Regions from separate parts of the Triticum aestivum genome. Here region 2 is linked to region 1. Evidence: chromatin contacts called from public Hi-C data. All regions are on one chromosome and are shown on one strand. Each heading gives the region's core, a stretch centred on a gene start, on an enhancer-like site or on the middle of the called end of the contact. The rest is flanking DNA. Distances are from core to core; before and after follow the strand shown. Region 1 holds the start of LOC123145026 (S-adenosylmethionine synthase 3). Region 2 has its middle 120 kb from the start of LOC123145026.

Evidence for each region. A called contact is a pair of places that touch in the nucleus more often than the background predicts.
Region 2: a Hi-C map of leaf shows a contact between it and region 1, with 2.4 times the contacts expected there. The contact joins the enhancer-like site here to the promoter of LOC123145026 in region 1. A contact is called at or near these places in 3 of 5 Hi-C or Micro-C datasets (leaf and an unstated tissue).

What each region holds. Positions count from the first base shown.
Region 1 is chr6D:344,148,113-344,154,617 of IWGSC CS RefSeq v2.1, forward strand. LOC123145026 (S-adenosylmethionine synthase 3) reads right to left here and starts at 2,851. Exons shown (of 2, transcript XM_044564321.1): 1 at 2,581-2,851; 2 at 30-1,559. The coding sequence starts at 1,538. The coding sequence ends at 354.
Region 2 is chr6D:344,269,471-344,275,975 of IWGSC CS RefSeq v2.1, forward strand. No RefSeq gene overlaps it. Among protein-coding and RNA genes, the nearest start is that of LOC123145026, 120 kb to the left of the region's middle. Within about 2 kb of position 3,216, at least 3 of the 8 cell types and tissues checked have an H3K27ac peak or open chromatin away from gene starts, as enhancers often do. A contact at or near this core is called in leaf, where this site is marked.

The sequences.
Region 1 (6,505 bases), core at 1,601-4,100:
ATAATGACAATTTTGGGAGAACAGAGCAATAGAATTACACATGGCTCTTTATTATTCTTTCCGAGACTCAGGAAGAAAGAGCAGTATGAGGAACTACACAACAAAGAATATGAAAAGTGAAAGTGACAGAGCGACTAACAGAGCAAACTGCACATCACTCAGCAGTTTCAGCGACTCAAAATGGAAAGGATAAATATATGAAATGACATTAAGAAACTTAGCACTGACTACCATACAACAAGACCAGTGTAGAGCGTCGCTTCAATGTCTAATGCTTCTTCCCACTTCCCAGGAGCAACATGATCCCGTCTTGACGAACTTGAGAGGCGGCAGACCAAGAGAATGCCATGCTCTTAGGCAGATGCCTTGTCGAACTTGAGGGGCTTCACCACCTCCCAGGTGAAGTCGGCATCATCACGGCCAAAGTGACCGTAAGCAGCGGTCTTGATGAACCTGTTTCCACCTTTCTTCAAGTCCAGGTTGATGCTGATCATCCCGGGCCTGAAGTCAAAGTTCTCCTTCACGAGCTTGAGGATCTCCCTGTCGGGGATCTTGCCGGTGCCGTAGGAGTCGACGAACACAGACAAAGGCTCAGGCACACCGATGGCGTATGAGATCTGCACAATGCAGCGGCGTGCGAGGCCGCTGGCGATGATGCTCTTGGCGGCCTGCCTGGCAATGTAGGCGCCACTGCGGTCGACCTTGGTTGGGTCCTTGCCAGAGAAGGCACCGCCGCCGTGGGCTCCCCAGCCACCATAGGTGTCGATGATGATCTTGCGGCCGGTGAGACCGGCGTCACCATGGGGGCCGCCGATGACGAAGCGGCCAGACGGGTTCAGGTGGAAGATGGTGTTCTCATCGAGGTACTTTGCGGGGATCACCGGCTTGATGACATGCTCCTTGAGGTCCGCAGCAATCTCGTCGTTGGTGACGGTCTCGTCGTGCTGGGTGGAGATGAGGACGGTGTGCACACGAACAGGTACCATGGCACCATCCTCGTTTAGGTACTCGACTGTGACCTGGGTCTTTCCGTCAGGCCTGACCCAGGCGCAGGTGCCATTCTTGCGGACCTCGGTGAGGCGAGCTCCGAGCTTGGTGGCAAGCACGTGGCTGAGGGGCATCAGCTCAGGGGTCTCGTCGGTGGCATAGCCGAACATGATGCCCTGGTCACCGGCGCCAACCTCTTCAGGACGCTTGGTGAAGTGTCCGTGAACACCCTGGGCAATGTCAGGGGACTGCTGCTCGATGTTGACGAGCACCTTGCAACGGTCGGCGTCGAGACCAACGTCATCAGAGATGAAACCGATGTTGCGGCAGGTGTCGCGCACGATCTTCTCATAGTCGACGGTGGCCTTGGTGGTGATCTCGCCCAAGACCATGACCATGTTGGTCTTGGTGACGGTCTCGCAGGCGACCTTGCTGTCGGCATCCTGGGCCAAGCAGGCATCCAAGACGGCGTCGGAGACCTGGTCACAGAGCTTGTCGGGATGGCCCTCGTTCACAGACTCGGACGTGAAGAGGAACGTCTCGGCCGCCATTTCTTTAGTGCTAGCGGTGCTCTGCAAATAGAAGAAATTCCGACGATTAGAATGAAACTCCAACGAGAAATTACTCCGTGTATTTTTTCATTAGTCAGAAAAGGCAACTAAAATCACGGTATTGTCCCAAGTACAGAGAATATGGACGCTCTCATGACCAATATACAGCACACGCCTCACAGCCTGGAAATAAGCCAGAGCAGCAAAAAAAAACACCCCAAAACAAGAAAAATAACAAATATGTCCCTGAGGGGGTTGATTGGTCAACCATCCTGCATCTGCCGCCGTCTAAGCCGCCATCGGAGGAAGGAGCGGCGAGAGCTTCGGGCCGAAGACCCGCCGCCCGCGGCGGGACACATCTCACTGTAGCACATCGAAGTGCCCGGTCGACCACGTCGAGGAGAAACACCGGAGCCGCCTGCCGACGACTAATCAAACCTGCGCCAGAACAGAAGCCGCCACCGCCGTCTCCATCAGAAGCAGCACCAGCCGGCGACTCCCCGTACACATCCACCCGGCCACACAGGAGCCCAAGAGCCAACAACCGCCGTGAGGACCACGCAGCCGGAGGAACAAAAGATCAATAGCGAAGTCGACTACGCCCGGAACCGGATACACAAAGCTCGCCGCTCCGACGAGGAGCCGCAGCACACTTATTGGACGTAGCGCCGCCGGCTGGACAGCGAGACCCACACACCTAATCCTACTCTCTACACACCGGCGCAGAGGACCCAGGGTTCCTCCCACCGTCGCCGGAGGGACAAGCGGAGGAGAGATGACCCCCCGCCTCGCCGTCGGCGAACGAGGAAGACGCGGTCCCCCCCTTTCGCCTCTCTTGGGGACTGCCGCCGATGACAGACTAATATTCTCCATGTTCAGGACGTGCTACTGCCAACTCATAACTACTAACTAGCATGTTCTTCGCATCACGATAAATCTAGTACTGTACTAGTAATTACGCCACCCACGTATGATGAAGAAAAATGATGAATTAAACATGGAAGATCGAAACATGAACAGGGCGTGGGGCGGGGAGGCTAACCTTGCGCTGCTTCTACTGCTCGATCGGGAGGCCGATGAACCGAGGGAGGGAAGAGGCGGAATGTATGCACGGCGTTGTACCAAGATCCCGGCTGCGCCTTATATAGCGGCGGGGGCCGCTGCAAGGTCGTGCGTGTGGCTGGTGGGAGCGTCGGACTGCACAACCTGTGCTGCGGTCGTTGGTGAAGCACTTCACCTCACCAACCCCATTATTTGGCGGTGGGTCAGATCACCTACCACCCGATTTATTTTCTTCTCCACTTGCCTAAGTTTTTTTTTTTTGAGGGATCTCCACTTGCCTAACTGAGCTGCGTAATAATCTCCACTTGCTCAAGTGAGCTGCATAATAATCTACACACCATGCGGTAGGCGTGGTGGTCAATTTCACGTTGCTTTGCCGGAGGCATGGATAGCGCAGCCCATGATCGGATACTATCAAAGGTGCGTTTGGTTGCAGCGGTGGGCAGTGCGCTCTGGGTCAAAGAAAAAAAAATATGTTTTGACTATAAGGGCATCTCCAATGACAACCTGCAAACTTTCCCTGCATCCGTCCGCGGATACGGGTGCAGAAGGCGGCCATCGAATAATACTCGCATATATTTCAACTAGTCTTTGAATCAACCGGATGAAATACATGTAAACACAGCGGATTTCATATAAACCGGACGAAAACATTTTCACTTTAGACATATTTTAACTAAAATGGTAAAAATATGTGCACGTACGGTCGCACGAAGCTTCATTCTCACGACACGAATACACTACACTACTCTATGGCCGTCCCGGTTGTTCCCTTTGTCTTCCCCATGTCCGGCAGCCCGCTCATCGAACTGCCGGGAGCCCCGGAGGCATTGGCGGAGCCACCTCCCGGCTAGCCGGGGCAGCTGCCCGGGCTATGCCATGCATTCTCCTTTGACCACTAGCAGTTAATGGAGAGCCAAGCATCATTTTGCAGGGGCAAACAACCAGCAGGCAGGAGCGTCGTGTACTTTGCCCCGGCTCACCGGCTGAGTTGGCTCCGCCACTGCCGGAGGTATATTCTTCGCGCGTATCTTCTCTATGTCCGGCTGTGCCGCTCATCGGGATGGCAAAGGGAGGGATCTCCACTTGCCTAAGTGAGCTGCGTAATAATCTCCACTTGCCAAAGTGAGCTGCGTAATACTCCCTCGTCCGGAAATACTTGTCGGAGAAATGGATAAAATAGTTGTTTCTAGAACTTAAACACGTCTAAATACATTCATCTCTGCGACAAGTATTTTCGGACGGAGGGAGTAATCTACACACCATGCGGTAGGCGTGGTGGTCAATTTAACCTTGCTTTGGTGGAGGCATGGATAGCGCAGCCCAGGATACGATCGGGTACTATGGAGTTGCGTTTGGTTGCAGCGATGGGCAGAGCGGCAGAGATGGTCTGGGTCAAAGAAAAAAAGTTTTGATTATAAGGGCATCTTCAACGGCGACCTGCAAACTTTCCCTGCATCCGTCCACGGACAGGAGACCTGTCCGCGGATACGCGTGCAGAAGGCGGCCATTGAACAATGCCTACATATATTTCAACTACTCTTTGAATCAATCGGATGAAATATATGTAAACGTGCGGGTTATACCATGGGGTCATATCCCCAACATTAGCCTTTAGATTGACTTGAATTTATTCATGTCAATCTTCGGATCGATAATAATTCCGGGTCATCTTCCTTTTGAATCTGCATCGTGGTCGGGTTATAGGTTCCGGCTTATGATACTCTCACACTTGTCATTTTCTATCTATTTGAAAGTATAACGTCATCTTCCAGATTTTCACGAGCTCAAGCGTGACATCATAGCGAATCTTTTATGTATATCTGCCAAACCCGAAAATCGAGGCATCCCTTACTCGAAAAGTTATAGTGCCTCCTCTATTTTTGCGCCTACCTATTCTCCTTCTCTTTTTCCTTATAAATATACCCGTAGGGGTTCTTTTTCCACTTTTACCTCTTCACCCCTCCAGTCGCCTTATTCCTTGCGCCCCGGTCTTCCGCAACCAAAGCTCCGCCACCGCGCGACTGCAAGCCCTCCGACGACGTCGTCTGTGTTCTCTGCTTCGCGCACGTCGTCGTCGAAGTTGCTCAAGAACTCCCTCGAAACACCCACTGCATCAAGGTATGTTTGATCTCCTCTTTTAGATCTGTAGAAATACCCCATTGTTCCTCGCATCTCGTTGTAGTTCATCAGTGTTCTTTGCGGTTCATCGCCATAATTTGGGATATATTTAGTTTGTTTTGTGCTACTCATAGAAACACTGCGGTGGCGATTGCAATACCATTCTAGCATCTAGGAAACTCACATTGCCATTCAATCTTGTCAATGGACCTGCTATTGCTTCCACTGTGTGCTCTAGGTTTTGATAAATGTTTATTTTCCAATGCTTTTGTAGATCTGTGACTGCAAATGTTTCAATAGAAACTTGTTTCTGTCCCAACACTTAGCTGAAAACCCAAAGTTTTCAAATAGGATGAGTCGCCTTATGTCTTGCTGGCTCATTGATACGTCCATTTTGCATCATGTTTTCTTACTGTTATTTATGATGTTTTTATCCATAATAATGCTTTTTGGAGTAATTCTAATGCCTTTTCTCTCATAATATGCAAGGTATACACAAAGAGGGAGAATTCCGGCAGCTGGAAATTTGGACCTCGAAAAACTATGTCAGGCTACCTATTCTCCACAACTCCAAATAAGCTGAAACTTCACGGAAATTTTTTATGGAATATTTAAGGAATATTGGAGCAAATAACTACCAGAGGGGGCCCACCAGGTGGGCACAACCCACATGGGCGTGCGAGGGAGCCCAGGCGCACCCTGGTGGGTTGTGCTCACCCAGGCCCACCTCCGGTGCCCATCTTCTGGTATATAGGTCATTTTGACCTAGAAAAATAAGGAGAAGACTTTCGGGATGGAGCGCCACCGTCTCGAGGAGGAACTTGGGCAGGAGCACTTTTGCCCACCGGCGTAGCGATTTCGCCGGGGGAACTTCCCTCCCGGAGGTGGAAATCATCGTCATCATCATCACCAACAACTCTCCCATCTTGGGAAGGGCAATCTCCATCAACATCTTCAACAACACCATCTCATCTCAAACCCTAGTTCATCTCTAGTGTTCAATCTTGTTACCGGAACTATAGATTGGTGCTTGTGGGTGACTAGTAGTGTTGATTACATCTTGTAGTTGATTACTATATGGTTTATTTGGTGGAAGATTATATGCTCAGATCCATTATGCTATTTAATACCCCTCTGATCTTGAGCATGATTATCATTTGTGAGTAGTTACTTTTGTTCTTGAGGTCACGGGAGAAATCATGTTGCAAATAATCATGTGAACTTGGTATGTGTTCGATATTTTGATAGTATGTATGTTGTGATTCCCTTAGTGGTGTCATGTGAACATCGACTACATGACACTTCACCATATTTGGGCCTAAGGGAATGCATTGTGGAGTGATAGAAGCTTAAACCCCAGTTTATGCGCTACTCCGTAAGGGACCGATTGGATCCAAAAGTTTAATGTTATGGTTAGAATTTATTCTTAATACTTTTCTCGTAGTTGCGGATGCTTGCGGGAGGGTTAATGTAGCGACCAGACCTCAAATAGTCTGATCTATCGTGCACCAGTGTCATCCCTGGATCAGTAATGCTGACACGCATAGTACTTGGAGGATTTATAACAGAGTAGCAATCACACACTTATTACATCGAGTATCTCAAGAGAGAAGTAAGTATGACAAATATGGCTTAAGGCCATCTAAAACGATAACAGCGGAAGACTTGGAAGATAAGTGAGTCCATCAACTCCAACGGCATCACTGAGTATAAGACCACGACCTAAGGCACCTTACTCGTCGTCTGAAAAGTCTGCAACATGAAACGTTGCAGCCCGAAAACGG
Region 2 (6,505 bases), core at 1,966-4,465, 120 kb after region 1:
GAGAAACCGCCTCGAACCGCGAATCGAGTTTTTGTAACTGGCTTGTGGCTATGACCGGTCGTGACCCTTCGACAAAACTTGTCAAATAAGGGTATTGTTCATACTTGAGCGACTGGCCTTCAGGGCTAAGTTACTTCTACACTTCGGAAGCTGTGACGTGGCCCAAGGGACGTGCGGCCAGAAATTATTAAGCTGACTACGGAAGAGAAGGAACTGGTCCACAAAACTGATGATGTCCATACATACCTCGGCTTTGAAGACTAGTTCGGGAGCTACTGAGGGTGTCCCAGACTAAGGTGTCCTTGGACCACCGGCCTATCTATCATGGGCCGGACTGATGAGCCGCTCCCGATTCATCAAAGGAAGGCCGGACTGGTGGGCCACCGACTCTGGAAGGAAATCTCCGAAGACTTGGTGTATCCTCCAAGTTTGGTTAGCGAAATCTGCATGTTTATCCCCTGATGGTGACCGATCGTATGTAACCCTAGATACCCCGGGTGTCTATATAAACCATAGGGTTTAGCCTGTAGAAAGGGGAACCAATGTTACCATCCCATCTAGGGTTTAGTTCATCCGATCTCGTGGTAGATCAACCCTATAATCCTCATACAAACACATAAATACAATCAAGCATGACGTAGGGTTTTACCTCCTAGAGAGGGCCCGAACCTGGGTAAACACTGTCTCTATGTTCCATGTTACCCATCGATCTGAGATCCAGGATCCCCTATCCGAGATCTACCGGTTTTGACACCGACACCCGGCATTTCCAAATTTTAACAAGTAATTTGAGGCGGAGATCGACGCTTGTGACACATGGATAGGAGTTGTTTTACTACAAGAAGGACACTCCATTCCATTTCTCAGCAAAGCTTTGGGTGTGAAGGTTCAAGATCTATCCATATATGAGAAATAACTTTCTTGATTTATCATGGTTGTGGATAGGTGGCCCTCGTATTTGCAGCATGCATAATTCATTATACGATCATACCATCATAGTCTCCCTTGTTTGGATGCTCAACAATTGGATTTCCCAATGTTGTGTGAAGCCAGGTTGAAGCTTGTGGCCCTCATATTAGCTCGTATAATTATTTTTTCATAGAAGGATGTGGCCAACACATCCATGATAATACGTGTTTTCGTCAGTATTTTTGTCATGGAAGTGTCGACAGAAAATATTTTCGTCCGAGCCAAAATGTCACGAATATTTTATTTTCTCTTAGTGATCTTGGTTGTTGCCCCTTCTTGCTTCTCCTTGTCTGACTCTTATTTCCTCCCCCTCGACCTAGCGAAACGGGTGACCAGTGCAAGCCATCTGACGGTTGGATCAACATCATCGTCATCGGCTACAGCGTCAGCGGTCTTTGTGTAATGGACAATGCTTGCCCACTTGCTTTGTCTATTCAACTTGAACCAACAATGCATCAGCATGAATGGCTTGCCCTCGGTCCAGCAGTACATGGCACATGCCTGGTTTGGATAGCAAAGCAAGACAACGACATGATCAACAAGTTGCAATATAAAGAAAATCAACTCAGGTGACTAACACATACAACAACACAAGGAGAAACTTGCGAGCTCAAAGAGTTATGCACCACTCGGCCATTGATTTTTCATCTGTGTATACGCGCCACAATACTTGATCTCATGTTGAATGGTGTTTCATCAATGGCCTAGTGATTTCGCATTGCAATCATGGACCACTTCTTTGTCGTAGGGAGCGTAGTTCTTTTGCTCATGATAGACCTCATGCACACAAAAGCCGAGCCCATTTTCTCCATGCCTTACAACAAATCAACACTCGTGCCCAACCACGTGTCGCACAACAATTCATCCTCTTTCATCTAATACGACAGACCTTTCTTCCTCTTCGCGTTCGCATCGGGCAAGCTTGGCTCTGTCTGCTAGGTGTCCATTGGCATGTCTTCCTCTAGTTGCGGTGGGTGGTCGTCCTCATGGCCGCCGCCATTGTGGATCATATTCATCATATCCTTGTCGGAGGCTGTCGGCGAGCTTGGGGGAGGCATTCCACCGAACAACGACCGAGCACCGCTGCACGAGGGCTCATCAGATGGAAACCACGGTCGGGCGGGTTGCAATGCTTGCGATTCCGTGAACACCTAGTCTGTGTTGAGGTCGACGACGTATGATGGATGGTGGACAGAGGTGGCGAAGTACTGCGGCGACTTGTGTCTTGTCCTAACCGTCTCGATGGTCGATGTACTAGTACATCTGCTTGTAGCCGTGAGGTCAGGGTTGCGATTACCCAGGTGACACAGGCATGGCGGTCTGCTATGGCGGAGGAGCTCCGACTCGAGCAATTGCGGCCGCAGACGTCGCCTTCTTGGTGGCCATGACCGCCAAGCATTGCCCTTGCTATTCCGTGGATCTGACCGCGCAGATAGGCTTGTCCGGGTCTGACAGGGCAACGAACACGATGAAGGGTTTTGATGGATCCACCGTGACGGTGGCGGACGGCGGAATGGACAAGGGCAGAGGTGATCATAATAAAGGGGGGAGGTTGACGTGAAAAGAGTGACATGAGTGTGAAAATGTGCGGGCTCCGAATGGAGTTTTGAATGGGTCTAAGGCGTCGAAGTCTGACGTGACGGACGTCCGGACCACCCATAACTTTTCGATTTGGAACCGACTTGTGAAATTTCAGACTCTGAACCTATTCAGAATTTGATCGTCAACGTTTGGAGGCCTGGAAATGTCCAAACAATTTGGTTTGGACAGTGCGGACGTTTTGGGTTTTGTTTTTTTGAGCGGTCCATTTTGGGTTTTGGTGATTCGCGTTGAAGATGCCCTACACGTACTCGGCGAGCCGTGGACGATAACGTTTGTTTCGTACCTAGGCGGTGGCCAGTGACCAACCGTGGCCTCGATGCGCCACGGGCAAATGTGGGTTTCGAGGCATTCTCCAGGTTCATCGGACCTGGACGCAATGGTAAACCGGTAATCCAAATAACCAAGCCCCATTCGTATGATATAGTCTACGAACCGAGGTGTGGTTCCTTGTTCGTGTGCCTGAAAAACAACTCGATAGCGGCCCGAACGTCTATCTCATTCTTTTTTCGTTCGTGTGATTCCAAGAGCAAAGATTGGTACGGCCTTAAGCAAAGACAAGACATGACATGCTTGAGACTACACTGTGTCGACATGCACTCTCTCTCTCTCGATCGAGGTGGGTGCCGCCGGTTTTGGCGGTACCGCCAAGCATCGCACTGACGCGGCCACGTGCCGTTGGCACTGCTGCCTGCGTTGCTAACCTAAATTGCCGCGCCCACACATTTCATTACGTTGCTGTCTAAAAATATAGTGGTCCTGTTTTACAGAAAGGAAAAGGAGAAATTTCTTATATGAGCAGAATCCCATGGAGAAATTTCTCTGTTTTTTCTCTTTTGGGCGATATTTCTCCACGGTGACTGGCTTTGGTAAATTTCCATGGGTGATGCATGCCGCCGGGGAAAGACAAATTAGAGTGGTGCCCTTTAGAACGTAGAACGGGCAATGGATGTGACGGTGCACTAGTGTGGCCAAGCAAATACCTGACACGTATGGTGGAGCATACGTGGATGGTTTTGTTGCGCGACAGCGACGGCATGTCCAGCAATCGTGTCGTGACACATGGCTGCACAGCCTTGGTCGACACTCGACAGGTCGATCTCGACGATTCTTTCTTTTGTCCCATGCTCATGAAGGAAAATTATCTCAATCCAGCTACCTCGATTTCTCTTTTAATTTCCTTTATTTGGAGCTGCATGCATTGTCGTCCGAACAGGGTAAGCTTTCTTCCACACACAAAAATGACAGGCTTGAACCTTCAAAACCAATTAAACGGGAAAAATGCATTTCTCTGATCAGTTTTTATCTGAACGCCATTGCCATCGGTGACATGGCTGTCAGTAACAAGCTGAAGTACTCGCACGGGGTCTGATAAAAATATCTCAAAACTTTTTAAGTTTCAACAATGAAATTTACAGGTTTTGCATCTGAAACTCCAAGTTTCAACCGGTTTTAAAGATATAATTTTCAGCAATTTTTTCTGCTTGTCGTAGACACAAAACAATTGATTTTATCGCTTGCTCATACTAAGTTTCAATATTTAAACTTACCATATTTTTAAAGTCACCAAAATATATTCAAAATGAATCTTAGTTGTAAGTGTTGGTCACAGGAAACATGAATATGAAAATATAACTTAATTTAATTTTTTTTGAAAGATATAATATTTTGAAAATCGAAAGCCAAAATAAAAAGCGGGCACTAGGGACATACGTGTCACCTCACTTGCTGCCACAAATTCTGTCCTGCTGAAATAGTGGCTGAAAATAAAAGCCCTTGCTTCTTTATGCCTTCCTTTCAGGTAGGTTTTCTTTGGCGGTGATGGGATGACGGTGGTGGCCGGTCCAAGGAATAAGGTTTCCTCGAGACTCTCCATGTCATCGGATGTGGCGGTGTCAATGGCTGAATGGCTGTTAGACTGTATAGTTTCTGTATTCATACGTATATATTGTAACGTTGTATTTCATTCATCATATATATGTGATAGGTCATTTCTAGAGGGTTGTGCCGGTTCCCCCCAAACCTATTGTCTTACATGGTATCAGACTAGGTCATGTACGCTTCCGCCTAAACCCTAATCACCCGGCACCACCGCCGCCGCCGCCGCCTCACTTCCGATCGCACTGCCGCCGCCGCCATGTCGTGCGCCGCCGCCTCCAGATCCACCAACGCCGGCTTCCTGCTGGCCTCCCTCGCGGCTCTCCTGTCTCGCCCGCTGGATGCCGCCGCGGTGCAGTCCCCGCTCGGGACGAGGAGCGTGGGATCCTTCTTCGCGACTCCTCCCTCGGCTGCTTCGTCGCCCGGGCAGGTGCTCGCGGTGCACACCGCTGCCGCCTCGTCCGCCTTCCCCGCCGCCGTCGCTGTCCCGCCTCTCCCGCTGGTGGCGGTCGCGTCGGCCTTGATGGCGGGTCTTGCTGCGTTGGCCTCGGCAGCGGTGCCACCTGCCCCCGCGGCGTCCGCACCCCTGGCCGCATCCACGGTGCCGCTGTCTGCCTCTACGGTGTGCTCACCTCATGCAGTCTACTCGCCGGGATCGCTGCAGCCGCCGCCGTTTCACTTCGGCCATCTCATCACCATCAAGTTTGTCGTCGGACAACTACATCTTCTGGCGTGCGTAGGTCCTTCCGCTCCTTGGGAGCCATTATCTGCTTGGCTACATCGACGACTCTCTCCCTTGCCCCCCGCGCTGGTGGACAGCGTGCATGGTCCGGTCTATAATCCGGCACACCGTGTTTGGACAGGGCATGACCAGGCGAACCTCTCCTCCATCCAGGGTTCGCTTACTCCGGCTGTTGCTGGGCTTGTCGTCTTTGCCAAGACGTCTCATGAGGCATGGACTATCCTCGAGCGCTCATTTGCGGCGCAGTCGCAGGCTCGTGTCTCCGCGCTTCGTCGTTAGCTTGGCGAATGTGAGAAGCTCGACTCCATGGCCACGAAGTTCTACAACAAGGTCAAGGGCCTTGCTGACACGTTAGCCTCCATCGGACAGCCGCTCACCGACTCCGAGTTCAACTCCTTTATTGTCAATGGGCTTGACGAGGAGTATGATGCTTTGGTCGAGATTATCAACGAGCGGGGCAACTCGAATCCCATGATGGCACATGAGGTCTATTCTCGCCTCCTCCTCATCGAACAACGTGTCGAGGCGCGCCGCTCCAAGGGCAGCCACGGCCCCCTCTCCGCGAACGCCGCCACCAAGGGTGGCCGCAACTCGTCTAAGGCGCCACCCCCTGCATCGTCCTCGTCCCTCTCGCCCCCCTCCCCCGTCCACAACTCTACCAGGGGCTGGTGGTCAGCGTGTGTGTCAACTTTGTGGCATTGAGGGGCACTGGGCCTCTAAGTGTCATAAACGCTTCCAGCGGAGTTTTCTTGGTCTCGGCAATGAAGGCAAGGACACACGCAACTTTGCGCGTCAGGTTGCCATGGCTGATCGTCCGGCGCCACCGAAGCAACAAGGGCACACTCAGTCCTACTCCATCGATCCCCACTGGTACATGGACTCTGGGGCAACGGAGCATCTGACGAGCGAGATGGGGAAGCTTCATACTCGTGAACCCTATCATGGCTCTGACAAGATCCACACCGCCAATGGAGCAGGTATGCACATCTCTCATATTGGTCAAGCATCTCTCCTCACTAGACATGCAAATAGGAGTCTTCAGCTTCGCAATGTACTTAGAGTTCCATCTGTGACACGTAATCTTCTTTCAGTTCCTAAACTCACATGTGATAATAATGTGCTTTGTGAATTTCATCCTTTTGATCTTTTTATTAAGGATCGGGGCACGAGGGACATTCTTCTTAGCGGGCGTCTGTGCCAGGGCCTCTATCGTCTGGAGCATCTTGGCGTCGCTCGTGTTTTCAGTGGAGTTCGGGTATCTCTGTCACAGTGGCATGCTCGTCTTGGTCACCCAGCCACACCTATCGTTCGTCATGT